3 separate regions of the Zea mays genome follow, and regions 2 and 3 are each linked to region 1. Evidence: chromatin contacts called from public Hi-C data. All regions are on one chromosome and are shown on one strand. The core of a region is the stretch at or near the end of the contact, and the rest is flanking DNA. Distances in the headings are between cores, read along the strand shown.

The links. Hi-C and Micro-C count contacts between places; a contact is called where the count stands out from the background.
Region 2: a Hi-C map of leaf shows a contact between it and region 1, with 2.9 times the contacts expected there. The contact joins the promoter of LOC103636245 here to the promoter of LOC103636240 in region 1. A contact is called at or near these places in 10 of 25 Hi-C or Micro-C datasets (bundle sheath, ear, endosperm and 3 more).
Region 3: a Hi-C map of ear shows a contact between it and region 1, with 4 times the contacts expected there. The contact joins the promoter of LOC103636243 here to the promoter of LOC103636240 in region 1. A contact is called at or near these places in 3 of 25 Hi-C or Micro-C datasets (ear, leaf and tassel).

Annotation. Positions count from the first base shown.
Region 1 is chr8:159,698,108-159,702,765 of Zm-B73-REFERENCE-NAM-5.0, forward strand. LOC103636240 (SUPPRESSOR OF ABI3-5) reads right to left here and starts at 2,797. Exons shown (of 16, transcript XM_035961874.1): 1 at 2,390-2,797.
Region 2 is chr8:159,917,993-159,922,650 of Zm-B73-REFERENCE-NAM-5.0, forward strand. LOC103636245 reads right to left here and starts at 2,084. Exons shown (of 2, transcript XM_008658606.2): 1 at 1,561-2,084; 2 at 1,025-1,460. The coding sequence starts at 1,780. The coding sequence ends at 1,156.
Region 3 is chr8:159,867,842-159,872,499 of Zm-B73-REFERENCE-NAM-5.0, forward strand. It overlaps LOC103636243 (B3 domain-containing protein Os03g0120900), which reads right to left and starts at 2,513. Exons shown (of 5, transcript XM_035961877.1): 1 at 2,279-2,513; 2 at 1,507-1,830; 3 at 362-686; 4 at 1-292. The coding sequence starts at 2,341.

The sequences.
Region 1 (4,658 bases), core at 1,547-4,046:
CCACAAAGTCTCAAATTCTGGCATATCGCTTCAAGTAAAATCTAAGAATATGCAAAGCTTGTAATCTAAAACACGTGGTGTAGCGATTAGCATCAACCTCGTCATTCAATAATCTAATTTGCATAAATAATGTATATATGATAACCTAAACCGTAAAAAAGCAATACCACAAATGTGGCATATAACCCTAGCTGGGAATGAAGTGTTAGAGTGAATGCACTAATCAGTTCAACCCAAAAACTTAAACTGTTAGGAGAAAGTAGGCAATCCATTTATACAGTTATACACTTCAATACTCCCACTCACGTGCAGCCAGAGATAAAGGCACAAACATGAAAATAAAGGGACGGAGACACAAATGAAGCCTCTTGCCAGGATTCGAACTCGAGACCTCTAGCTCTGATACCATGTTAGAGTGAACACACTAACCAATTCAACCCAAGCAGTGGGTTGAACTGGTTAGTGTGTCCCCTCTAACATAAAGCAGGACAACAAATCAAGGCACCACAAAAACAAATTACCAACGAATGGGCTCTGCACCCAAGGCTCAGGGTATAAAGCCCACCAACTGAGATCATTCGATCGACCTTTGAGCGTAACAGGGGCAGACCCAGCAAATGACATGTGTGTACACTGTACACATGTACAACCGATAATTTTTTGCTAAAAATAAAGTTAGGAGGCACATAACACATGTATGAACTTGCAATTACATCAGTACCAATTGCAAATATCCAAATAGCTTAGGTTAGACTTTGGGTGCTCAGTTTCCACAACACAAAGAGAATGGGGTGGGCATACAGTGGGTGCTTGTTGCCAGGGAAGGGCAACATGGGCACCTGGTAGGATAACCAAGTCGTCGCAGGTAACCGAGTGAACAGTGGTGGATTTAGGATTTTTGAATGGAGTATGCCGAACCAAAAAATTCATAAGCAAACCAGTAAAATCCATTTAGCAATTCGGTAAAGTATCATAAAAATTGTGCCACAATTCAGTACACAACTATTAAAATAGCATAATAAGTCTTAAATTATCATACAAATAGTTCAATACAGCACACTAATAGTTTGAAATATACACAATAAAAGCTTAAATGCCAAATAGAATCACATCACTACTTTTTGGGCCTACGCTTTCTAATGGCCGTGAAAGTCTTAATTATGTCAGCTTCATCCACATCATCCAAAATGTCTCTCTCAATGAACATGACAAGACAATCGTCCAAAAAAAACTACTAGTCATCTTTTTTTCTCCGCTTGGTTTTGACAAAATCAACTCCAAAAATGCCCTTTGCAACCGGCTAGGGCTGGGCATTCGGTTTTTTTCTAAACATCAGTTCGGCTTTTCGGATTTAAAAAACTTCGGTTTTCAGACATTAGAAACCAATCGGTTTTCTAGAAAATGAAAAACAAGAAGTTCGGTTTCGGTTTTTTACTTCGGCTTTTCGGTAAAAACCGAATACCAAACTTATACTCAAGACAATACATACAATAAGCTTACATGATAGATTACACATAATTTTATAAAGTAAAAATTATATAGGTATAAATATTAGAGATACATCATACATCACATACAAATAAGTGAATAACAATTTAATTGTATCACACATTTAGTTCACCTAATCGAATAGTCAAATTTGAGAATTGATAAAGTTTGGTATTCGTTTTTTTTTATATTTCGGTTCGGTATACGGTGAAAACCGATTACGATACAAAAACCGGACTTCTTAGATACAAAAACCGAAACCGAACCAAACTACCGAAAAAACCAAAAATTTGGTTCGGTTTGGTTTTCGATTTATGGTAAAAAAGGTGCCCGCCCCTACAACCGGCTGAAGCATAATAGCATCTCCAACAAGGTACCTCAAAATAGTGCCTCAAAAAATAAAATATAACATCATTTAAAGTGTTTAGGGCACTAAAACCAAACTGATCTCTAATAGTTAAGCCCTAAATCATGTATTTTAGAAAATAAATTACATTATTAGGAAAAAAGATTGAGGATGATGTAGAAAACAAGAATAGGGCATCAATCCGTGATGTAGTATATTTGGGTCACTTCATGGTCTGCTCTGTTTTTTATAAAATTTTATAAAATGTGGCATTGTTGCAGCTGTTTGTTATGAGTTAAGCCCTGTATTTCAAGATAGGGCACTGATTTAAGGCTCTGTCGGAGATGCTCTAAGTAATCAACCAATGCATCCCTAATTCCCACTGCATACATCTGCAAGCTACATCAATAGAATTATTGAACTAAATCAAAGAAAATCTAACAACAACTAGCTAACATATTATATCGCATATAAAGAAAAGTTAGAGTTAGGGGCCTGGGGAAAACTTGCTAACATGAAGATAATGGAGGGGAGAATAAAAGGGGCGCTTCTCACCAGGCGCTCGGGCCGCGTCCGTTCGGGACGCCGGTCGCCGCGGATACAGCGGTCGGGCTGGGAGCGGGGGCGCCGGGGCTGGGGTGGTGGGAGCGCTCGACAGGAGACGGGGCTGCCTACCGCCGGGGCGGGGAACGGGGACAGGGCCGCGCCGCCGCGGGGCTCCGGGGCAAGGGCGCCGCCGCCGATCCGCGTGATATTGGAGCTCGCCGGTCGCCGCTATGGCGCTATCGCTGGGCAGGCGGGCGGAGTCGCGAGTCGCGACCGTAAGTGAAACATCCAGGGTGCGGGAGGGGAGAATTTTGCAAACATGACACTGTCTACGGCGGGCTTCAAACTTTTGGCACCGCCGTCGTGGCAATTGAACGGGTGGCACTGAAATCTCCCTCCAATTGTAAATTTGGCATCGCGCGCGCTTAATGGTGTTTAGTCCTCGTGCAGTGCCCGTGCTGTCCTCGCGCCGTTAGAAACTTGCCACCGTCTTCCTCTTCTACCGTCGCCCGTGAAGGTCCCGTATTCCATTCTCTCTGTGCCCTGGCCGTCGTCTTCCTCGCCCCAACTCTGCTCGCCCTAGCCGTCGTGTTCCTCGAGCTGCTGTCTTTGTCTCCGCGCACTGGGCCCTGTCCTTCTCCGGATCTCGCCCTTCCCTGCGTCGCCGGTTCCTGCGCCAGTGGTCCATTGCGCTGAGGCCCATTCCATTGCGCGGTTGAAGTCCCCCAACGCTGCCGGCTCTGGTAAGAAATTCATTTGCTTCGTTCCTTTCCATTGGGCGGTTCCATTTAGCGTAGTAAACAGTACTACAGGTTACCAGCCAGTGAGCACCATTTTATGTGCAGTGTACTATGAATAATACTCCCAACAAAGAGGTAGTTCCCACCATGGACGAAACCACTGCATACACTGTCCAAGAAGACGAGTGGACATTGACTTGTATTGGGACACAACCTACAGTGGTCAGTAGTTTTAATTTATTGTATGCAAGTTAGTAGTTACATATTACATAACAGCTGTTTCTGGTGAATAGGCGAGTGGCCATGGAATTCATGAAATTGATTGGGATTCAATAATGTTAGAAGAAACCAACAACGAAGAAGGAAGAAATGATTTCACTAGTGAACAAGGTCTATATTATCAGCTTGGACTGCATTCTCAAGATGATAGAAGGGAAGATGATTCAAGTGCTTCCCGTTTTGGAAATAGCATTCCATGTGAAGATGAATTGGGAGAAGGCATTCCGTGCTCTGATGCAGTCCTCGATGAGACTAGGACCATATATGATATGAACAATCCAGTCATGGAGCCTGGCAGCTTGTATGCAACAATGCAGCAATTCAGACTCGCAATCAGGCAATACGCCATAAATAAAGAGTTTGAGCTTGGAATTGAGGCAACAAATAAGACTAGATTTAGAGGGTATTGTAAAGGGCCTGATTGCCCTTGGAGCATTCATGTTAGACCGAAGACGAAAGGTTCTCCTACAATTCAAGTAAGCTGAGATTATAGCTTTTTCACTTAACATGTACAATTCAAAGAATATAGGTATTTGACAATTTAACCAATTTTTCAGGTAATTGTCTTGAATGACAAACATACTTGTACATCAAGTGGTAGACGTAAGACGACTACACCTACCGGAGCTTGGGTTGCTGCACGTGCGCTTCCTTTGCTTATGAAGAAGCCTCATATGGGTGCTAAGGAGCTTCAAACTACATTGCAGGACACTTTTGGTTGTACAATTGCATATGACACAGTTTGGCATGGGAAAGAGAAAGCTTTGAAGGAATTATTTGGAAGTTGGGAAGAGAGATTTCAGCTACTTTGGCGTTGGAGAGAAGCAGTTATGCAAAAGTCACCAGATAGTGTCATTGAGCTTGATGTCAAAATGGATGAGGGGCGTCCTTTCTTTAGTAGATTTTTTTGTGCGCTCGGTCCATGCATTTCTGGTTTCAAGGGTGGGTGTCGACCATACCTAAGTGCTGACTCCAAAGCTCTCAATGGAAGGTGGAATGGTCACCTATGTTGTGCAATAGGTGTTGATGGGCACAATTGGATGTATCCAGTAGCATATGGATTTTTTGAGGCAGAAAATACTGAAAACTGGACATGGTTCTTTCATCAGTTGCACAAGGTTGTGGGGGATCTGCCTTTGTTAGCATTGTGTTCAGATGCCTGCAAAGGGCTTAAAAATGCTATGTGTGATTTGGCTGAAAGGATAAGGGAGGAAATTATGGAGATGTTTCACAGGCGGAGGAGGATTGCACAGAAGTTG
Region 2 (4,658 bases), core at 834-3,333, 220 kb after region 1:
TGAAACATTTGCAATAGATCTCCCTTGATAGTTTCCTAGAGCTACTGATAAAACTCAACAGGAAAACCATTTGGACCTGGAGTTTTATTGTGTTTCATAGAAAATGGCCTCTTTAATCTTATTTTCTGAAAACTCGGCTGTGAGAAAGTTGTTTTCCTGGCTAAAGACATGAGGTATGGCTAGGTTTAAGGATTCATATAAGGAGAATGAATTGCCTTCCGATTCATCAAATAAACCCTTATAGAAGCGACATCCAAACAATAGAATTAGAATTATATTTTATTTCAATATCATGACTGATTTAATATTGAATCCAATTTAATTTCATGCCCTACAATATTGGCATCCAAACGGAGCTTGTGACATATAAGACATTTTGGTTTTGCATGTACATTATTTTTGTACTACGATATCGCTAACAATAATATAATATATAGTAAAATTTATGCATTAAAAACAAAATGCCTTAGAACTGGAAGAGTACTGGACAAAGAATATGATTAAATGTATATATCTACCCAGTCGTGGAGCGTGATGGACGGACCTTCTTCTCGTTTGTATATATCTACCGATAATAAATAGATTTTACTATCCTTTTATTGTTTAACTTCAATCGTAAATACTGACAAGAAGAGAGGGTCGAAGCTAGGGTTTGAATTTGAGGGGACAATTTAGATTGAGAGGGTCTGTTATATGATATTTTGTATTATATATATATATATAGTGATTAGCTAGAAAAAATAGTGGCCCCTGATTAGAGTACAAGACAAACAGAGTGCGTGCTGGACAGCCCCCGTGATGCGGCTCGGCCGTTGGGCTTTCGTCTTCGTGTCCGTGGGCCGTGGTAGCAGTTATTACTAGTCCAATCCTGCTGCCATCTCTACGCTGGACTGGATGTCGTCGTATTCGCCGCGCCCTGGCGTTCGACGGCCGCCGGCAGACATGCGACGCACAGCACACGATCTGAGGTGCTTTGCCGAACTGATCGAGCATGGAGCAGCACTTGATCAACAACACACGAACGAAGCACAAAAGGCACATCGGCTTCATGACCTTGCTTATTATTAATTATACTGTAATTTACAGCCCCATCCCTGACGGGATGCGGGCGATCGAGCCCTTTGGAAGTCTCTATTAGAGGGCCGTTCGCGGTCATCAGTCACACTTGGAGCGGTCCTGCGGCGCGAACGTGAAGCTGCCGGCCGAGTAGCGCGCCTGCAGCCCGTCGGTGCGCGTGACGAACCTGCGGAACTTGAGCGGAGACCCCTTGTTGCGGCCGGGGCTGACGGCCACGCGGCAGCCGCGCACCGGCGACCGCGGCACGTACACCTTGCAGTTCCTGCTCGTGAAGGGCGCCGCCTGCGCCCCCGTCTGGACCAGGAAGTAGCCGTGCGCGTTCGTGGCGCTCCACACGGACAGCGCCCGGCGGCCATGCCGGCACCGCAGCAGCGCCGAGGCGTCTGCACGCACATATATGCATACTGTGATCAGAAATGCATGCATGGCTGGAGACCGACGCTGCTGATGAGCACGTACGAACGAACGAACGAATGGACTTACTCCGGAGTGGCGACGCGTCCCTGGACTCGACGTAGCCGCGGTACCGGCAGCTCTTGCACCAGACGACGCCCTCCACCCCGATGGTGAAGTTGATGGGGTTTGGCTGCCGCTGGGGCACGCCCATGGCCGAGCCTAGGGACGGCAGGCCGCACACGGCTAGGGCCACGAGGATCAGGCAGCCTAGGACGCTTCTGATCGCTAGAGAAGACGACGACGCCATTGTAGCTAGCTACTATGACATTCCCTAGTGAATAATGGTCATGGCAATACAAGCCCCTGAAGAGCAGCGCAATTTGTAGCCAACGACGAGCTAGCTAACGCGTCGAGTCGTCAGAGAGTAGTAGATTCCGGCGGCCGGCTCTGGGCTGGCTCAAGCTTAGAGATACCGGCAGATCGATGCTTGCGTTGCGTGTGCTCGACAGATGCCGCCTGCATATGGTTGATTGGGGAAACGGGTTCTAGGGCTTGCATTACGTGCATATGGCTTGGCGGTTCATCGATCGCAAGCGAGTAGCAGCATCCGTAGTACGTGGTTGCGGCTCCTGCACTTTATAATACCACGACTGGATAGAGCTGGACTTGCTTAAATCTAACTGAAAAAGGAGCATAAATTGAATATAAAGAAAAAGACACTAAGAGTTGGTTTGGTGGACAGTGAATTAAAGTGAATCATGAGAGAGTAATCCACTTCCTATTTAATTTTGAATAGCAAGAGAATTCCTTCCCATAGATCCTCTCCAATTACTTGGTCACCAAATCAGTCCTAAATTGTTGTTTTACTCCCCCGCTACTCAAACATTCAAACAGTTTTGGAGGGTGAGTGATCTGATGTTATTTAACAGTGTTCTGTATAATGTTATCCCTCATCCTTGGTCATTAAAACCTTGTTCGGTTATTTTTATTCTACATAGATTATATAGGGTTGGAAAAAAAATAGAAAAAAATAACTTGCTAGAAATTTAAATCCACTCGGGCTTTGTTCGGTTAGTCTAGATTGGAGGCTGGAACCATTCGAGTTCATCAAACTAATACAAATTTGCGAACTATTCCAATCCAAAACTAATCCAAAAACGCATTCAGGAAGAACCGAACGAGCACTCAATCTCGTTCAATCCCATATATGGATGAGATTAAAACGAATAGACCCTAAACGATCGAGTGTGGATGGAGGAGTACAAGAGTTTAGTAGTCATTAGCAGCACCCCATGATTGATAGCTAGTGTGCGTATGGAGGAATCCCTGAAAACCGAAAGGTCAAGTCTCAAAGCATGTGGCGCCGCCGTACGCGGGGTGATGTGCATGCATGGATTCGGTTGTTGCTCTTGCTAGCAGCAAAGGGGCGGCGATCGACACCTCAATTTGCATGTGAAGGATGTCTTGATTCATCGAGGATCGTTATCTCGTGATGACCTGAGTTGCCCTGGTCACACCACAATCGCCGCCCCACGACGCAAGGCGCAGCAAGTCAACCCCAAAAAAATGAATTGCTGCAATAATTATAGATGTCGAAATAGAACGGGCAAACAGGATGGCACGAGGACCACACGTTTGGTGAGGCGCTAAGCGCAAGCATGGTCGTTTGATCGTTTCCTGTGCTTGAGCGGCTCGGCTCATGCTTACTAATGTCGTGCTTAGTAGGCCCTAAAAAGGCCTGTTAGACCGTCTTCAGTAGATAAGATAAAATAGACGACGTGAAACTGTAGATGGTACCGTTTGACATAGTTTGCAGAGTGGAGTTTGAGATAGAAGATAAGATAGGAACTTTAGGAGGCAACTGCATGATACCCCCATAATATAAGACTTTTATTCTTACCCCATAATATAAGGTGTACTCTTTCTAGACACATGTATATCGATACAATAGTAATAATGTTGATATAAAGAATTAAATATATTTTTGTCTTTGAATTATAGACGATTACGCTTTAGAGCAAGTATAATAAGAGGTTGTAAGCAGGCTAAATGCTCACGTGGATGAGAGAGAGGAAGTTGATTGTAAACTTACAATCGACTTGGACACAAGAGCAAAAAAATTATGAATTATGAGAGAGACAAGTAGATCATACATTAATAGTAGAGCTAATCACTGTACACATGGGTGAAGAGGTAGGCCGCAATAATTCTTACGACTAGTTGCTGAGTATATTATAAAACTTGCTCTTATATAATAGGACAGAGGTAGTACGATAAAAAGACCGGTATGTAAAGGTGTGGTCTCTAGTCTCTAGACCGATAAAGAGCTAAACTTTAGTACCTTCAAACATAGGCTAATTATAAAACTAATTATACATATTAGGACTAAATGATAAGACGAATCTATTAAATCTAATTAGTTTATGATTCGCTTATGTGAAGGAAATGAACTGAACCAACATGGTAATACTTGAAAAAGTATACAAGTTTGTTATTTTGAATCATTTAGAGCTCGAAAGTTTTTGTTTTAAATACACATATTGTTGGGAACCAAATTGAGAGGACCAGACGGTCCGCGGTCCGAACGGTCCGCGGTCCGAACAGTCCACGCCTGTGGGCCGGACGGTCCGTGCGTGCGCAGAGCAGATTAGGGTTCTGAGTTTTGTGCTACGGTTGTTAGCTAGATTCGCGGAATTAGCTCGGGAGATTAGTTTGTAAAGGGTCCAGCCCCCCTCCTCTATAAATAGAGAGGTATACGGCTGATTTGTAATCATCAATCGAATCAATAACACTTCTATTTCACATATTTTTCCTGTACAATTAGGAGTAGTTCTAGTCTAGTTCTAGTTTAGCCTCTCGATCCCCAAATTCCCCGCTTCTCTTCGACTCTACGTCGATTAGAGGAGTCTAGGTCGGCCTGCCCGAGCCTAGACAACTCCTAGGATCTCTCCTCCCCGACGGGGTCCCTCCCGGGAGCGAGATCCAGGCGCCGCCGGCGATCATCTGCCGCCCCTGCGCACGAGCGGACCGTCCGGCCGTCAGGCAGGAAACCCTAGCCTCGCACCAGGCCGCGAACCGTTCGGCCCCTGGCCGCGGACCATCCGCCCCTGTGCAGAGAGCACCGTCGCTGGTTCGTGTTGAGTGATTGGCGCCCTAAAAAGGTGTCAACATACTTTTTGGCGACT
Region 3 (4,658 bases), core at 1,263-3,762, 170 kb after region 1:
GACACTTTTTTGTTCTTATTACAAGTATTGTTCACGTTTACCAATCGTGGTGATCTTCTTGGTGTCTGAGTTTGCAGTGAGTTTCCCTGCAACTTAACTTTTCTCTTCTGTCGGTGAGACAAGTCACAAGATTTAAATTCATCAACTAGCCTTCGTTTCACCGGCGCCACTATAAGGTCACGTTGTAGTGGTTGATCAGACAAATTAGGTGACTCAATATTGTTCTTCTTGATTTTCTCAGAATCATAATCTTCAGGGAAGAAGCGTTGTAGTTGTCCCTTTACAAAGTCAACTGGAGACAAACAGGATAGCCGTGTTACAATGCAAAAATGAAAGACCACGAAGTAATAAAAAAACTTACACTGAAAAACAAATTTCTGCTTCAGAGATTTTTCCGGGATTTGTGGTTTGCCCCTACAAAAATTAAAATATTCTGCAGCTGCCTCGACTTTCCATTCACACAAACAGAGTATAGCACAGAATAAGTCTACTGTCAATTTGTCAACACGCAAAGTCTTCATTACTTCCGCTACTGCTTTAGCCTTATCATCCTCCATTGTCTCCTCTGACAAGTACGTCTCCAAGTAATCTTTGGAGCAAACTACTTCATGTGAGTCAAGGAAACCAGCTGTGCCCTGGGATGAAATGTGTTCATCCCCTTTAGTGTTTCGTTGCATGGTACCTGTCTAGGAGTTGGATACAAAACTATCAGTTAAGTGGACAAGATTAGAGCAAGGCACTATCAACATTTTAAAAATGAATGCTCCCTGTTGAACCAAAAAGGTGCTCCATTCGTTTCCTTCCATAAGGCATGTTTGTCTATCTGATGGGAATCATAAAAGATGCAGGTACATGCCATACTAGTTCAGTTATATTGCCTACAGAGTTATGCCAGAACAAATACAAAACTTTCATCTCCTCGTTAACTTTCTTGATATTTGTCACTGGTTGGATTATGCTGTATGAAAACAAACATGAGGTATGATAATAAAAAAAAACTGAAGCTAGGGTAGCAGTCTAAAAGTTATGTGAAATAATTCTTTGGAACAATAAGCTTCTCTAGCCAACAGCAATTTCATGAAGATCATCATGTGTAATACTCCCTCCATCCACAAAACAATGCAGCTATGGAATTCGTGCTAGTAATTTTGACCAAGTTTATAGTGGATGGTATTGATGTTTACGGCTGTAACTATGTTTAGTACAGAAACATATTCCATAGTAAATCCAGTCGTAGTTATTTTGTATTATAAAAGTTAGTGATTTCTTATATAACTTTGGTCAAAGTTCAAATCACGAAAAGTGAGAATTGTGTCCTTTTGTGGAGTATATATGACTCTAAATTTAAATTAGACTTACAAAACATGCAGAACTAACTTATCTAAGACCATGCTAATTGCTAACAACAAGCTTACTCAACGTGAACTAGAAACTGAAAGATGGAAGGATGCATCATGTACTCAAATAAAGAACCTTATATGAATCGATCTAACTATTTCCGCGTACCTTCTCCGCGGCCTGGGCGCCACTCCTTGCAGACCAGCGACCTGCCTTCTCGACGGCATCCACGCCAAAAATCGAGACCACGAAACGCATTCTCCCGTGGTACTTGAAGATAAGGATCTCGCCCTTCCCCAAACGGTTGTCCTCCACGAACTTTGGCCACCCCGTGGTGAGAAACACGCGGCCGTCGGTCGACTCTAGCGCAACCGGCCAGATACTACTACCCTCGGCATTGGTGAGGACGACTTTAGCAGACGCCACCGCTGTGGTGCCGGGCTTCCTGTCTCTCCCCTCTGGAAAATGGCAGAGGAAGCCTTGAGGTATCTCCTGCATGCATGTAGAAACAAGGTTAGGAGGACAACCTAGTTCCAACTAGAGTAGATGGCCGAAAACGGGACTTTGTGAACTGTGACGATGTCAAAGATTAGTCATCGGGGACTGAACTGAAACGCAGTGGTGTTCTTAAAATTTGACGGACCCGGCGTAGGGTACCATTTTCACATTTGAGATGTTGCCACACATTTGACGGATGCAGTGGCAGTGTGGCACCACCTGGTAGTCTTGGCAATGGCAACATGAACGCTTCACGACAATGCCACCTAGCATTGTCAACCTGCTGCCCCCCCCCCCCCCCCCCCCCCCCCCCCCCCAAAAACACACGGCAGACGGCACCACGAGCCCTCTCCGAGCAGGCCAGCGAAGTGCGGATGCGAGCATCGATACGGAGGGAACGCGCGGCGGGAAGAGGAGGAGGAATGGGCGGAGGGCTACTTACTATTCGTCGCGCGAAGTCGACAACGAGGACCTTGAAGAATCGAGGCCTCCTCGGCTCTTCCATGAGCCCCAAGACCAGACAACGAAGACAACCTGGAGACTGGAGAGTGGAGGAAGAGGTGGAGTAGTAGGTGATAAGAACTGTGAGAGTGGGTGGAACTGGAACCGAGCCGAGGAGGCCTCTTTTGCTGATCTGTTTGGTTGCTGGTGGGCGAAGCTACCCGCTACTAAAAGCCGGGGAGTGAATGAGCCAACTTTTCACGCCTTTTGTTTGCTGGCACGACTTTCCACGCACACCTATGGCCTGTAGGTGGCGATCGACGCGTGTCCGTCACACCGGCCGGCTACGATGCTACGATTTTGGGCGAGAAGTCTATCCCAACTGGTGTCAGTTTGGCTCTACTCGGATCATTTTATTTTAATTTTTTACGGGCTGTTAGCGACGGGGAAGGAGAACTTGATGAAGGGGAAAGAGATAGAGAAGTCGGAGAAGATGGTGGGAGCACGAAGGCTTTTTTCTGGTATTGTCTATTTCTTTGATACCTTTTTCTCTTACAGTACTGCTCCTATATAGTTGCACGACTCGGCCCATGACGCATTACATGGCCCATTGGAGCCTGGTTACGTGAGTTGCAGCTCCGTGCCCCTGTTTTCTATTTCATCAGCTTCTTCTGGTTCCTCACGCTGTGCACCATCCTCAGCTTCTCAATGTGTTCCTTGTACTGTTGCTGACATTCCCCATCGCTTGAAGCACGGCTTGTCCCCAAGTCGCTTATTGTCCTTATGCAGAGCATTTGCACAATAGCTAACACTCATTTTTTTGTAAACAACTCACTGAACTGATCAAGCACCTGCTGCACTCGTGGAGCCAAATTGACCAGTCGGCTGAGTTGTTGTCCTCTGAAATCATCAGCAGCTGCACTACTCCACCAGTGGGAAAAGACGATAGCAGCTCTTGCAAACAAATTGTCGCTCCCTGGTAGGGACTCACCATCCCTTTGTTGGTCACATCCATCTTCATCGGACTGTAGTGTTGCAACCAGTCCCTGCTCCACTCGATTGCTAGGATATGGCGTGTACACCGAAGAACCTTGAATCAATGAGACCCAGCAATTCCTGTTGCTGAATTCGACCCTAAAGATGAAGAGTCAAAGTCTTATCCATTCTAGACCAAGCAGTAGAGGCTAACACCACCAGTAGTTGTTTAAGTACCCCAAGAACTGACGCCAGACATTCTTCGAGACTTAAGGCCTGTTTGGTTTGATGACTAACTTGTCACACTTTGCCTAACTTTTCTGCCTAAGGTTAGTTATTCAATTTGAACGATTAACCTTAGGCAAAGTGTGGCAGGTTTAGCCACGAACCAAACAGCCCCTTAACATGTCCCAGATTTTCTCAATTGCATGAAGCTGAACACCGCTTGCACCCTTGTGACCTGGAAACCACTTCTCGGCGCAGCGATCACAAAGACCACGTGCACGCCGATAATTCGTCAACGGATTCACACCATCAATTACTGACGCTGCACTGCTGTTATCTGCAATGGGCTTGTCCAGTGTCTGAAACTGACCCGTGGTATGTTCCTTGCTGCCCATCTCTTCCTGCAACTGAGAGGTGACGACAGTTTCTTTTCGATCAACTAATTCATCATTCTCCTCAAAACTGAAGTCGATACTACCAATGGTTCCAACAAGCGATCTGTGAGATGATAGCCAGAATTTCCAAACATGTGGTTGCCAAGGAATTTTCAACAGTGTCTGCATTTGTACAGGTTGTTGCGGTCCTTGATTGTCAAAGAGTAGCAGGGGTGTATAGACACTACACTTGACACACAATGTCACACCACTGAAGGATGGCCACGGTGGAATCCAGACTTGAACACCATCTCCTGGTATCACCAACTGCACTTTGCCATCAGGTGCTCCTTCCCTCATTGAAACATGGATATCACCAAAATCTAAATCATTTACTTTGTCTTCCTCATACATCAAACCGCGAAACACAGGTGGTGGCCATGGTTGCTTGTGCAGCACCGCATCCCAACCACAGCCAAATGGATACCAAATGTTGTGCGTGTATGAAGCTTGAAATTGCATAGGTGGTGGCCATTGTTGCATGATAAGCATGAACTCAACACCTTCAGCCTTGACCAACCTCTCCTTATTCTCTAGGACTCTGAACACGCAGTAGAGACAATCAAATATGTTCTCGAGCATCTCCTGCATAGAGTTGCCCCACGGCGTGGAGAGCGTGCCGAGGCGTTGCACGTGCACCGCGCGCCACTGCAGCGGGCTGCACGCCAGCAGCTGCAGCGTAAAGAGACCGCACGGATTGTGCACCACAAGGATCGCAGGCCTTCTGCCGTTGGTTGTGCACGCCGA